Linked DNA regions of Anas platyrhynchos: region 1 is linked to region 2. The links are chromatin contacts, called in public Hi-C maps. All regions are on one chromosome and are shown on one strand. Each heading gives the region's core, a stretch centred on a gene start, on an enhancer-like site or on the middle of the called end of the contact. The rest is flanking DNA. Distances are from core to core; before and after follow the strand shown.

What was found. Hi-C and Micro-C count contacts between places; a contact is called where the count stands out from the background.
Region 1: a Hi-C map of skeletal muscle shows a contact between it and region 2, with 2.4 times the contacts expected there. The contact joins two enhancer-like sites. A contact is called at or near these places in 2 of 8 Hi-C or Micro-C datasets (skeletal muscle and subcutaneous adipose tissue).

What each region holds. Positions count from the first base shown.
Region 1 is chr20:7,305,131-7,312,019 of IASCAAS_PekinDuck_T2T, forward strand. The region is part of intron 1 of LOC139999134 (a long non-coding RNA gene); the gene reads left to right. All of the region lies in intron 2 of LOC119713293 (a long non-coding RNA gene), which reads right to left. It overlaps LOC139999136 (a long non-coding RNA gene), which reads left to right. Exons shown (of 2, transcript XR_011804241.1): 2 at 1-1,487. Among named protein-coding and RNA genes, the nearest start is that of MYL10, 45 kb to the right of the region's middle. Within about 2 kb of position 4,836, at least 6 of the 8 cell types and tissues checked have an H3K27ac peak or open chromatin away from gene starts, as enhancers often do.
Region 2 is chr20:7,007,738-7,013,819 of IASCAAS_PekinDuck_T2T, forward strand. The region is part of intron 14 of CUX1 (cut like homeobox 1); the gene reads right to left. Among named protein-coding and RNA genes, the nearest start is that of SH2B2, 46 kb to the left of the region's middle. Within about 2 kb of position 1,379, at least 1 of the 8 cell types and tissues checked has an H3K27ac peak or open chromatin away from gene starts, as enhancers often do.

The DNA of each region.
Region 1 (6,889 bases), core at 3,586-6,085, 300 kb after region 2:
GACACTGCGAGGTTTTAATTCCACACCAGGGAGCTGCCTCGAGGTGCTGGAGCCTGTTAGGTGCCTGAATTCCCATAGTGGTGTCAAGAGAGCTAAGCTGCAGATCCCGGCTCATCCAAACCATCTTCATCTTGGCGTTTTCTCTGGTTTTACTGCAGAGAGAGACTCGGTTTCCCTGGCTTAAACTTACAGTGTGTCCAGAGGAAGTGTGAACAGCACAGGGGCAGTTTCTGTGGCCCTGTGAACTCAGAATTCAGCGCAGCTCCCCAGAGCGATGTGTGTATGTAAGGACTCCACACCAAGCACACTACAAATTCAATAGCAATTGCAGCAACAACGTTCGTAGCACTTGCAAAAGGAACCAATGCTGACCACTTAGCAAAATAAAATAAAATACGCCACCAAACCCCCAAAGGGCACCTGGGTGGAAGACAGAAGCAGTGCAGCGATAAAGCAGAGCACAGGGCAGCCCTCCTGACCCTCTGGTACCGGCCGCTTCCAGGTGCCTGCAGCAAGCACACGGCTCAGGCTGGTGCAGCAGGGAGCACACATCTCCAAGATGGGGCCAGCAGCTGGTGGAAGCAGCTGTGTCCTGGGCAGCTCACAGCAGAGTTAGGGAGGTGGAATTAAACCATCCTTGCCTGTCTCCAGGTTTAGCCACATTTTCACTCTTTGCTCATTACCGACAACCAAAGCATGCTTTGGAGCTTAGACTGGCTAAAATACAGAGCTGGGCTGACCACAGACTTCTTCTACATCCAAGGATGGATGATCACCCATGTGGGAAACAGCTATGTGATTAAGGGAAGAATCCCCTTTTTGGAGGGCCAATTTAAAGAAATGTCATTTCTGTTAGCAAATGCTGTGTTTTTTTTTCTTCTTGTTTTCACATCTGCCACCCCCGAATATACAATTCAATCCTGTAAATGTGTTATTGAAAGGAGTATTTATGACCAGTTTTGATACCTTAATACATTTTAAAGCAATTCATAAGACTCTTTACATGAATAACTGAAATTAACCTTCATTTGTGCTTTAATTTGAAGTTCAAACTTAACATAATCAATATTTTGTGGTCTTCTGCAATCTGTTCAGGTCTGTTTATCCAAGGAAATTATTTGTTCCACTTCTGCCTTTGAGGTAGAAATGGACACAGTTAATTCCAGATTCCCAAACTTGAAGAAACTGAAGGAACTGGGACTCTGAAGATAGATAAATATACCACGTCTGTATCTGAGGCTTGTGAAGTACATCCACACACACTCCACGTAATCTTTTAGTGCATGATATATGCAATATTCCTCATAAAACAATCCCTATTCAGCTCCTTGTAAAATTTTAGCTCTTCAACAATGGTTGTAAAGGCTGCTTTTTTCCCCAGAGAAAGTGATTGTATAAGGTGAAAATAACCTTATTTGCTGTAATCAGAATGTGAAATCAGATATGGGAGCAGACGTATACTGCTGAATAAAATCCTTTGCATTGTTCTTGTAATGATGTGTTTTTGGATGAGCTACGTTTATAACCAAGTAATTTGCTATCAATGTTTCATTGTAATTTACTTTCTAAAGAATTCATCGTGTCATAACCTTCAGTAGGTACAAGATCAGTTTGTTCTAATTTTAAGATTGTATCATAAGAAACATTTAGCACATTGTGAAATAAATTCAAGGAGCATTTAATCACTGCAAGCCTCTCTGTCATGCCCATCTTTGTCATCCTTAACAAACTTAAAAACTGCAACTGGGCAATTCTCAGCTAATGTAAAAAGTAACATCTAATAGCTTTCAACTGCAAGTCAGACGGATAATCATCTCGTGGGGACATGCCTCAACATTTCCGTGCATTGAAGGTTGACAAAATGATATAGCTTCCGTAATTCTGAAACTCTTGGCAGCTAAGGAGAAGTGATTGAAAACTTTCGTTACACAGCCCTCAAGATCAAATGATTGTTTGATCAAACACTTATTTATAAAATACTTCGCTGTGTTTTACAGAAGATGAGGATGCTTATTTTGCTTCCAGCTAATTGCCCAGCTCATTTTCCAGTAATTTATAGACAGCGATGCCTCCAAAAGCCAACATTAGTCTTATTAGCTGCATGTGAATAACAAAGTTGAGACCATTTGACTGTTTTAATACTTCTTACTATTTCAGATATTCTCATACAGTTTCACTGATGCCTTGCAATAACAAGAAAGCAGATTTTCTTCATTACTGCACGCCTGAGAGACAAATGACTATCAAGAACACTTCATTATTTCTGTGGTTTGGAAGCTTTATATGTGCAGAGCACATATAGGGCAAACCACCTAGAGTTATTCTAACTTTTTTTTTTTCCCCTTTTAGTTGCTATTTTCTGTTTAAAATTTCAGTTACATTTTTGAGAAAACAGAAGTTCTTGTTTATGAGCGAGTGGCTGGAATTCGATCTCACACAAAGTGGGCAGAAGATATAAAGCAGTCTGCCTCAAGTATAGTTCCAGTGAAGTCAGCAGCGTCCCTGTGGGAGTGAATATCCACACGAAGTCTCCAGGTTGTTCTTGGTTCCCTGCCTCGCTCTGGCAGGGTCTCCAAGCAGGAAGCTCAGTGTAGGAGTTTATTCTGCCTCAGTTCTCCTATGAAATTACAATTCGTTTCTGTGTGCTAAACTCAAATGCAACCATTTCCCTTTTGCTTTTCATCATATACTTCTGATGCCACCTCTTACAATGCTTTTAGAAGCTCAGAAACCATTTTACTGAGTAAGAGAGCAGCTGCTGTGCTCTAGAAAAAACTCTGCTCCTTTATATACTGCTGAGCTTGGATGAAATTTTCTACTAAGCTCTGGAAGGACCTTTACCTAGAAACTTCCCAACATCATCTTACTTCATTGTTAAAGTCCTGTGCTGTATATAGCCCTGTAATTTTAGTCTCCCTGTGAGCAGGGGTTTGAACTATGGAGGTCCCTTCCAGAGTTCCCTTCCAAGCCACGTTTCGTGATTCTTTTCACTCTTCTGCAATAAAAGTCATTAGTGCCCTTATGTGGCTTAAGGAAACTTTCTGTCTCCACAGTGGCTTGAAAGAGCTTTAGCTCAACAAAAAGACGAGTCCTCATTTTAGATTCCTCACTTGGCTTTGTATTTCCAAAGGCTGAAGATAAAATTGAGGCTGGGGGTACCAGGCTTTTACCACAGCAGTGAGTGGATCCAACAGCATCTGCTCTGGTTAGAGGTGGAGAAGCAAGAAAGAGGATCCAGGGGACCTTCATCTGTGCTTTCGTCTACTGGATTCGGGCTGTTGGACTGGCTTTATTTTGCCCTGACTCCTGATCTTTCAGGAAAACAACACCAGAATTGTACCCAGCCTCACAGTTATTTGTTATGCACATCTAAGAAGATTGGTGGTTTTGTTTGCTCTTGGTTTTTCTCTTGCAGCTGGTAAAAATCAAAGGATAGTAAAAAGAAACTGCAAGCAGGCAATTGTGTCAGCCCCAAGTGTTCAAAATGGGGCAAACTGGATGTGGGGAGAGATGTAAAATGGGGGCAAATGTGATAATTTTAAGAGCAGTGTGAGAGAGGCAGAGAAACCCCTTGGGAGCAGGGGTAAAGTCATCATCACATTAAGTGAGTATTCTCTTGTGATTGTGCTCTGATGTGAAATAGAGTGAAAATGATGGGATTTTTTTTCCCTTTAATTTATTGGAAATGTGAACAGTTCAGTTTAGCTTTAACATATTTTGTATCTGCTTTATTGAGGGTGTGCTCTGAGCAGGGCTTTTTGGCTTTGTACTCCGTAGATTTTGCTTCTTGCCTCACTTGTGTTTTTTTTTGTTTGCTGAAAGTAGAGGCTTGGGTGAAAAGTAGCCATAACATTTCCGATACTGGAAACACACTAAATTCATTCCTTGTAAGCCAGGGATGATGAAACTCCACAGCTTCTCAGGGTCACTCAAGAGGTTCTGCTCATGAGAATTATATCCAAGCTTTTCTTCCAGCCCCTCCTGTGTGCCACCAGCCGGGCAGGCCACGAAGCCCAGAGCTCTTCCAGCAGCAAGCCCACTATTCCCTCATGCTGCCTTTCTGTCCTGCTGCCCATCGGAGGACGTTGCTGCCTGCAGATTAACATCTGAAATGGCTTCAGTCGTGAATAAGCAGCACATTGTGGTCAGCTGTGAGCCAGACTGCTGCATTCGTGAAGGATGAGGAAGGTGGGTGACTCACGTGGCTCAAGCAGATGGAAGGCGACCTCTGGGCCAGCCCTCGTCGTCCAGAGAAACGTAATCTCAGAGCTGAACAACTCGTAGTACGTCTGGGTCCAGTTCCGAGCTTTTTGGGCAGAAATCAGATGACATGCAGCTTACGGCCGAGTTTGTGTTTAATTAGATTAGCTCCAATCTGAAATGGAGCCGCTTTGGAGCGTGTGAACCAAAGCTAGATAAAGACTCCCACAAACCCCTGCAAACTGGAAATTTATAGGTCTCGCCCTGTATTTATTTGCTGTGGCTCAGTTCAGGGTGAAAGGTACAGCTCAGCTGCCACAGCTGGCCTTTTCTTTTTTTTTTCTGGTCCACGTTTCTTTCTGTAGCCCGCTCTACTTTGTTTGCCAGCAGATCGTCTGCAACCAGATTGGCTGGGGCTGGGATCGCTCTGCTCCGCTCCCTTAGCAAACACACGAGGTCTGAGAGGTGTCTGGCTGCGTGTAATGAAATGAGCTGACTGGCACTTTAGCGTTCCCCTGTGTAGGAGCGTCTTAGGAGTAAGACACTTAATTATTATTAACGTTCTAATTGGCCTGTGCGAGTGCAGATGTGCGTGCGTGGCTGCGCTGCCTGGCTCACCATCGGGGCAGGAGCTGCATCCCGTGCTCCCCGGCCCAACTCGCTCCCCCTGAACCCAGCAGAGCCTCGTGGCTGCTGCAGTCCCTATCTCCTAACCTTCTGCCGCTTCCAGTAGCAAAACCCCAAGCAGCCTAAATGTGAAGGGAGGGGGGGGGAAGAAAGTAACTATAATAAAGAAACATTAACAGGAAAAGAACATCTTGGTAAGGTCTACAGATAAGAACGGTAAGAATTGTTCTCGCCGAGTATTGTCTGCAGTACAACATGTCCTGTATGCTTTAGCTGCTGCTCCGTGCCAGCATATAGGGAGGACATTAGCTCTTAATGGGAAACATTAGGTGTTTAAATCAAGAACATTTTTCCACAACGCCAAATTCTGTCAGGTGACTGCTGAAAGCCTCGGTTGAGGCTCTGCTCCCCGGAGTTACTTCTTTGTTAGAGGCTTGCCACCTAGTGCTGTACTTCGGTACTGCTCTTCCCTTCCTTTTGCCCGGACTTGGTGCTGGAAAAGCTGATTTAAATTTTTTTTTATTTAACAGGAGTGGCAGTTGCTACATGCATGGACTGCTTGGCTTTTAGCTTCTGCAAAGAGCTCTGTTTGCTCGGAGACGAGCAGCAGTACTTGTTGTTCCAGGGGAAGGTGCAGCTTGTGCACACAAAGTACATAGGAACAGGGGAGTTATTGCAGGGCTGTCCCTTTACCCTGCTTTGGCAGCGAAGCAGCCTGAAAATGGATGGCTACAATTTATAGCAGGGTGCTGCCTTAGTGTGAAACTGCAAATGACGGTCAGTTCTGCAGGGTACAAAGATTTTTTTGATGCTTCCACGATCGTCTGGCGGAGAACAAACACTATTCTTATAAGCTCACACTTTGGAAAAGCATAAAAGAAACTGGCAATTTAAAATAGCTTCCTTTGTGCTCAGACCATCTCTCTGAAAGACATAATCTGACCATTCAACTGTATTTACAGCTCTCCCCTTCTGGTGAGTTATAATAAAAACAGAAGCAAGATCCTTAGCTTCCTGTATCTGCACTTAATTTAGCATTAACACTAAAACCATCCTACTCTTTTATACTGCAGGAATGGTTTCTACTGCCTTTATCCTTGTTAAGAACAGCATCTCACACTACGGATTGTTTTTACAGAAATCAGTAAGACTTAACTATTCTTACAGTAAAGCTCATGGTGCCACAATCTGACCTGGGGTTATTTTGCTAATGGAGATCTCTCTGCTTTGGCAGTGCTGGATTTCTCCCTACATATTACAAAAAATACTTGATCTCAGACTCTGAAAGGTGCTGAGCAGCTGCGGTTCCCACCAGGGCTGGTGACTGTAGAATACGTTCCACATCAGCCCAGGCTCTGCTCATCATGTTTATTTGACAGGCAATAACCTTTTTATTGAACCCAGCACATTACGCTGATGATCCACCCTTCAGCAAATATGATTGTAATAATCACTCGGTATTTATTTAACAGCCAATTGCTGTCTTTTGGGAAAGAGTCGATTTACATAGTTCCAAATTACAATTAATATATTTTGTAATGGTTATTTAATAAAGGCCAATGTAGGGGAGTTGCCTACCGGTGAGAGGTGAGGCTGGGAGACCAGGCATTGGTGTGCAGCCTTGATTCTGCCACTGCCTTGCTTAATGACCTTGGGCAAATCACTTAGCCGCTACATCCTTTTATTTATTCGCTTGTAAAACTGGTATAATAATACCCTGGTGCCACGAAGCTTAATTACTGTTTGTAAAGGATTTTGACCTCTCAAGCAAGGAACTGTGTGAGTTATACTATAGCTAGCCTGCTGACCCCGAGTGAGGGAAACGTCTGCAGCTGTTTATCTAGAGGAATGCCTAGATAGAAATACATTTTAGGCCGGTGAAGTATCTTTCATTGAAGATAAAAGAACACCTTCCTCCTACGCACGCCACCAAATATCTGAGCTTCCTATTGCTCTTAAGTACAAAGTCCAGTTTTCTCTGTATGTATGTATTCAGGAGCCTGGCCAGCTCCCTGGCTATTGATTGCATGGCCAATTGATGAGGCATGGAGGGATTTCTTTC
Region 2 (6,082 bases), core at 129-2,628:
GCTTCCCAGAAATACCGCACACATCATGCCTATTTTCAGAGCTCAGTGACCCAAGACCTAGAAGAAAAATCCTCTTTTTGCTCTTATGCTGGAAAAATGTACAATAAAACCAGTGCAATTCTGACACCATCCAGCAGAGGACAGTTTGAAGCAATCTCTGCCAAGTGACCCAAACATAAGAAGCACAACACACACCTATATGGATATATATATACACGAGTGTGTGTCTGTGTGTATCTGTATATGCAAGTAAAAAAGACCAGTCTTGCTTATAGCAATGGGATTTATAAATATTCAACACAGCAGTGGACATCTCTAGATCAACGCCCACCCCAAAAGCAAGACTTGTGTTTAAAAGCACTTCTTACATCAGTATGTGAATATTGCTATTCCTCAGGGATGACTTAAAATTAGTCTGGAGCATTAGCATTGCTGTTAGTTAGAACCTCCCTGCTGTCAAAACTGTTCATTTTGTACAACTGCTCAGTACTAGCAGAAGCAGACACACACTGCTGAAGGAAAGTAGCACCCTGCCAAAGCAAATAAAATAAATACTTTATGAGTAGGGCTCCTGGGAGATCTCGTACCTGTAATTGTGGAACCAGTTGATCACGGTGCTGGTTTTCAAGTTGAGCTGCGTAGCCAGTTCCTCAATGGTTTTTGGTGATGGGTATGGCTTTTGCTGGTAGGCTCGTTTCAGAGCTTCCTTCTCTTCTGGTGCCAGCACCACCCGGGGCTTCTTCAGCTGATGCTGCGGCTGCGGGCTGGCCCCCTGGCTGTAGTCTATGCCAGCGGATGAGGACTCACAAGACTGACTGTCACTAACGGAGCTGTGTCGCCGTTTCATGTAAGCTGAAAGAGAAGTGCATCAGATCAGCCCCAGCTGAATACAAATGCAAAATCAATGAATATATGAGCTGTGGAATAAATGCGAAGATGACAGGCTGTAAATGCATGGATGGGCTATTCAGGGAAAACAGAAGGGAAGGGGCATCATCAGAGATCAGAGCAAAGCAAACACGGGGAGGATGCAAGAGACAAAAAAAGAAGAAGGGAAAGAAAAGGAGGTAAATTGACTGGAAACCTGTCAGAGTTTTCTGCTTTTTCTATGAATATGGGACGTGAGTAGCAGGGTTCAGTTAGCAGGACTGATTTTAAATTCACTCTTTCAAGGGTGGTGAACTGCCACATAAGCACCTGATTAGGACAGTTACCCTTCATTTAGGCTTAAATGGTTGTGCTTGTTAAACACTTAAGGTGTACGCTAAGGTCTCCCTGACACTTAAGGTCTCGGAATTAAAAATACGTCTCTGGAGGTTGAAGGCAGCCACAGCTCCATCTCCAACACACGATGGCGCCCAGAGCCCGGCCATCCCAGCACCGGGCTGAACAAACCCATCAGGCGTTTGATGCTTTTTCTTACAGATCTTCACTATTTCAGGTGACAGGTTATGAAAGAAAAAACAGCCCACAAAATCCTCCTTCCCTATCCAAGGCTCTTTCCCAAATGCCTGTACTTTGAGGACATCTCTCGCTGCACTACCGCAGCTCAGGGAGGCTGACGGCAGCAGCCTGCGATACCAGCGCTGACCTTCCTCCCCAGCAGGGACTGAATTATCCTGGCAAAATTCTGCGAGGAAAGAGTCCCAGCAAACGCTGTCACTGACGTGATTGATTTACACTGTGCGAAGGGAGGTGGGATTTACTGCACCTGGCAGTATCACGCACAAGCATTGCTAATGAGGGGGCTGAAAACAGCAAATATGGATGAATCTTGTCAATAAAATATTTAATAGCCTGTTAAATACCTTCTAGATTTTTAAGAGTTTAGGTATTCAAGAGCTGCAATTTGATAACCTTGCCTATTATGTTCCAGATTACACCAGCCTGACATCAATCAAGCAGGCACTAAATCTCCAGCAGCCAGGAGCTCTGATTGGAGCCAGGGAGCAATGTGGGGCAGGTCACACCGGCCAGCAACTGAATTCTTCAAAAAAATAAATTTCTCTCTCTCCACAGCTCTGCCTTTAGGCTGCGGGTGCACAAAGAAGAAAAATTCAATGCAATCAAACAAACTGCAATACTGAAAGCCTTGCTCATGCAAGCCAACTTCTTCTGGCAGAGCTCCCTACAGGTCTGGCCATGTCTTCTGTCTCCTGTGGGTTTCAGCATCCTGTCCTCTACGTCGTGTTATGTCCAGTGGGACCTTTTTACGCAGTGTCTTACTATTGTTGAACTGAATTTTGAACATGCTCTGTAACCTTTGGGGGGTATCTGCATGGCCCTCATTTTGTTTTTCCTGAATATGACAGATTACCTGTGGATTGCCTACTGTGTAAGATCACTGATATGGAACAGAGCGCGAGTTGCTCGTGATCCATCACTCTGCCACGATACAGTCCTGCATGTGTTTGAAATAACTATAAAAAGCAAAGTTTTAGCTTCCATTTAAAAAATAAATAAACTTCATTTAACAGATCACCTATTTAAGCTGTTCAAAGCAGATGTAGAACTGTGACGTGATTACAGGTAAACGAATTATTTCAAGGTGACCTATTGGCTTCATTTTTGCAGCATTCAAGGAATTGTTACAACATTCAACCACAGAATTAATTGTTCCAGTAATATAAGCTCACATTTATATAAAGCCTTTCATTTCAAAGACTCTTGGGTGTTATTTCAAACTTGCATTGATAAGCTGGCAATACACAAGGTTCCCTTGTCTATTTTGGCAAAACAACCAAGAGGGCTGGAAGACAACATCTACCCCTTCAGCAACGTGCAGCAACTTCAAGGAGTCCCTGAAACTAAACAGAGCCTTGGGTGGAAGATGTAAAACGTGTTTAGGCTATCTCTAACAGGAGTTTCTGGAATTTGGTCAGGCGACTGAGTTAACACCAGACACCCATGCATCGGGATGCTCTGAATCTCTCCTTTCTCTGCCCTCCAAAGGATGGCATTTCTGGCAGCTCAGAGCTCCCAGCTTTAGACTCCTAACGGCAGCATGTAGCTGCGATAGCTTGGGAGGAATTTTGTGCCCTGTGCCTACCTCTGCTTTTGTAACCTCACAAAAGGTGCAAGGACTTATTTGGACCTCTCGTGTGAATGGAACAAACCATACAAATGTACATACTTCCTTAACATAAAAATAAAGTCCTGCTGTTATGTCATGGCCAATTGTTTTCCTGGAGGATAATGTATTATTAGAACAAATTTCTGCTGGGCCAAAGGCACAATCCTGGCATGTGTCCATGTGCTGAACTAGTACCTAAGCTCCAGGCTTTAATGTCTCTCTCTGGAAACTTTATAAAGGCTTTTCCTTTCTAATTCTTATTTTAAACATATGTGCTGCATGTAGACAACATAAGGAGATCATTCAGCACATTTTCAGTGACAGCGAGGCTCAAACTGGAATCCGAGTTGCAAACACACTTGATATTTGGAGACGTTTGATTTTTGTGTGTGATGGGTCTCCACGTCTCAGGAGACCTATAGAAAAAAACGACCAATGTAATGTGGGCAAACGTCTGGATGTGTGTCTGACACCAACTTGTCAAGGCCAGCTCTCTTTGAAGCCTTGCTACCTCTTCTTTTCCCCCTGCTGTTGCCAGCCCAGCATCGCTGTGTCCCTCTGGCAAGCCTCCCCAGCATGGGCTCAGCTACAGATGATGCAGACACCGCTGCAGAACTAGTGGCTGCCCACTGAGGTAAAGCAGAGCCCCTTCTAATGCAGTTTTTATCTTATGCAGTATTGAACAAGATTATTAAAAAGTGAAATAATGGGGAAATAAAGGGAATTAAATTTTCTCCTGACAGCAGGCTTCAGTACTGTTCAGTGAGGAGTGTGACGTTACCAGCAGCACACACACCGGGAGGTTATAAGGAAGAGGAATGAACTCCTCCTCGGCAGAAAAAGTGGTGCAGAGTGTCTCAGCCTACTGAGCGGGAACCCCTGGCTTCCTCCAAAGAGGTTCATTAATGAACATGGAATCTCTTAAAAGGGCATTTGTACCATAAACTTCAGACTGGCAGAAAGGGAAAAAAAAAGATATATGCAGCTCACCTGCATCATAATTATCAATCTACTCTCTCAATAAACAGAGGCAGAGAAATAATTGATAATAACGCTGTACTGGTAGCAGATACAGCTGCATTGTCCTCTAGTTGCCATTAGCTTAAGGGAAAGTTGAATTCTTTATGTGGCTCTAGTGCAATTTAAAAGGTTACATCACAGGATCCTTACCGGCATGAAAGGATTTTGCTGAAAATACAGGGCTGAATTCAGTTTGGAGTGCTCTGCCATGAGGACAGCTCTTGCACAGTTGAGGCGCTCAGTGCAGAGACTCAAATGATTTATAGCCTTATCTCTATTCAGGTGCCATCTACACAGCATATGTATTGCACAGTATTTGATAAGAATCCAGTTTAGAAAACAGTTTTGAAAGGATATTGTCAGTACTACTTTTAAATTATTTTTATTTTATTTTCCTGCATTATGGGTGATATTCTCTTTGAGGCTATAAAAATCCCGCTAGTTGACAATTTTATTTCTGCTGTATTTCTAATACAGCCAAACACCATCATGGCTCCCCTTGGTTTACAATTGTAAGTGGGAAACCCCAGTGGCTCGTGCTCCCAGTGGCAGATCACACACAATCTGAGATAAGATCCTGCACTGCATGGTGTTACATGGGCTACCATAACAAGGATTTGATTATATTCTTAAAAGCATGCAAGACCACAGTTTTCCCAGAAGCTCCCTCGCTGTAATTTTTAATATAATCACAAAGTTCTTGATCAAATGTGTTAATGCTTTCAGGACATCAGTCAACAGCAGTGCTTTCAGTGCACACGATTAATGCTGTCTGTACTAATATCATTAAGGGATAGCTTGAGAGATGTATATATCATTAATTAGTTAACTGCTGATAATGGCAGTCTATGAGCCTCTCGTAAAATCACACATACACACTAAAACCAGGGCTCTGAATAACCACTGTTTTTTAATAATCAACTTAAAATATAGAGAATAGGCCAAGATTATCAGGATATGCTCCCTCCCAAGATATCTGAAATAACGTAAACCTCTCACAGGTGCATGCTCATGGCACAGCCATTTTACACAAGTGTGTCTGAATAAAATCACCTTCCCCAACCCTATAAAGGCTATAGACTGAATTATTCTCAAATACCCTTTCATAAATGCTGCATTTTTCTTGCCTCTTAGTAACCATCCATGCAGGACTGGCAAGAAGATCTCTCAGGAATCAACACACAGCTCCTTCAGCCCAACATCTGTGACCAGCTGCAGCACCATTAACTAATAACCCAAAGCCAGCTCCCAAACTCACATTTCTCATTTGGTAAGGCAAGTTATCAGTGATACACCAGGGCCTCAGTAATTAATCTACAGGAGAATATAGCAATGATTTCATGACAGCTGGTGAATATTCAGGGTTTTTGTGTGTAATTTTTTTTTTTTTTGAGATGTATCTGCTTGAGCTAGCATCAAATAAAACTAAGAAAAAGCTGTTATGAAGTCTGTTTGAATAACCTTCATAATACTGGATCAATGCTGCCTCTATACTCTTTATGGAGAATTATAAAAGACACAGTCATCTTTGAAATAATGGAAAACATGAGTCAGCAGTCAGCTCCAAGTTACCTTTTTTCTCCATTCGTTTCATATCCATCAGCTTCTCCACGTTGTTGGGATCGTTCAGCCACAGCTGCATGCGGACAAAGGGTTCTCGTCCCTTCAAACTCAGCTTGTGCCAGGGCTTTGGGCGAGCCAGAAGGTCTGAGACAGAGCCTTGTGTTAGCCCTAGGATTGTCTCCCCAAACAAACGCTGACCTAATATGAAATTGAAAATGGCATGAATTCATTCAGCTAAGAAACAAGGCAAACTAAAAAGACAGAACATATCTACGAGATCATTCATCAATTATTCTTACTTCAAAATTGCTTGAAAACCCAAAAGAAACATTTAGAAGAATAAAAGCTCTCCCCACCCACTAAAGGTGTAAATATTGAGCTTTAGTTTAATCCTTAGGATCTGACTGTGGCAAAGAGGGGAGCTCA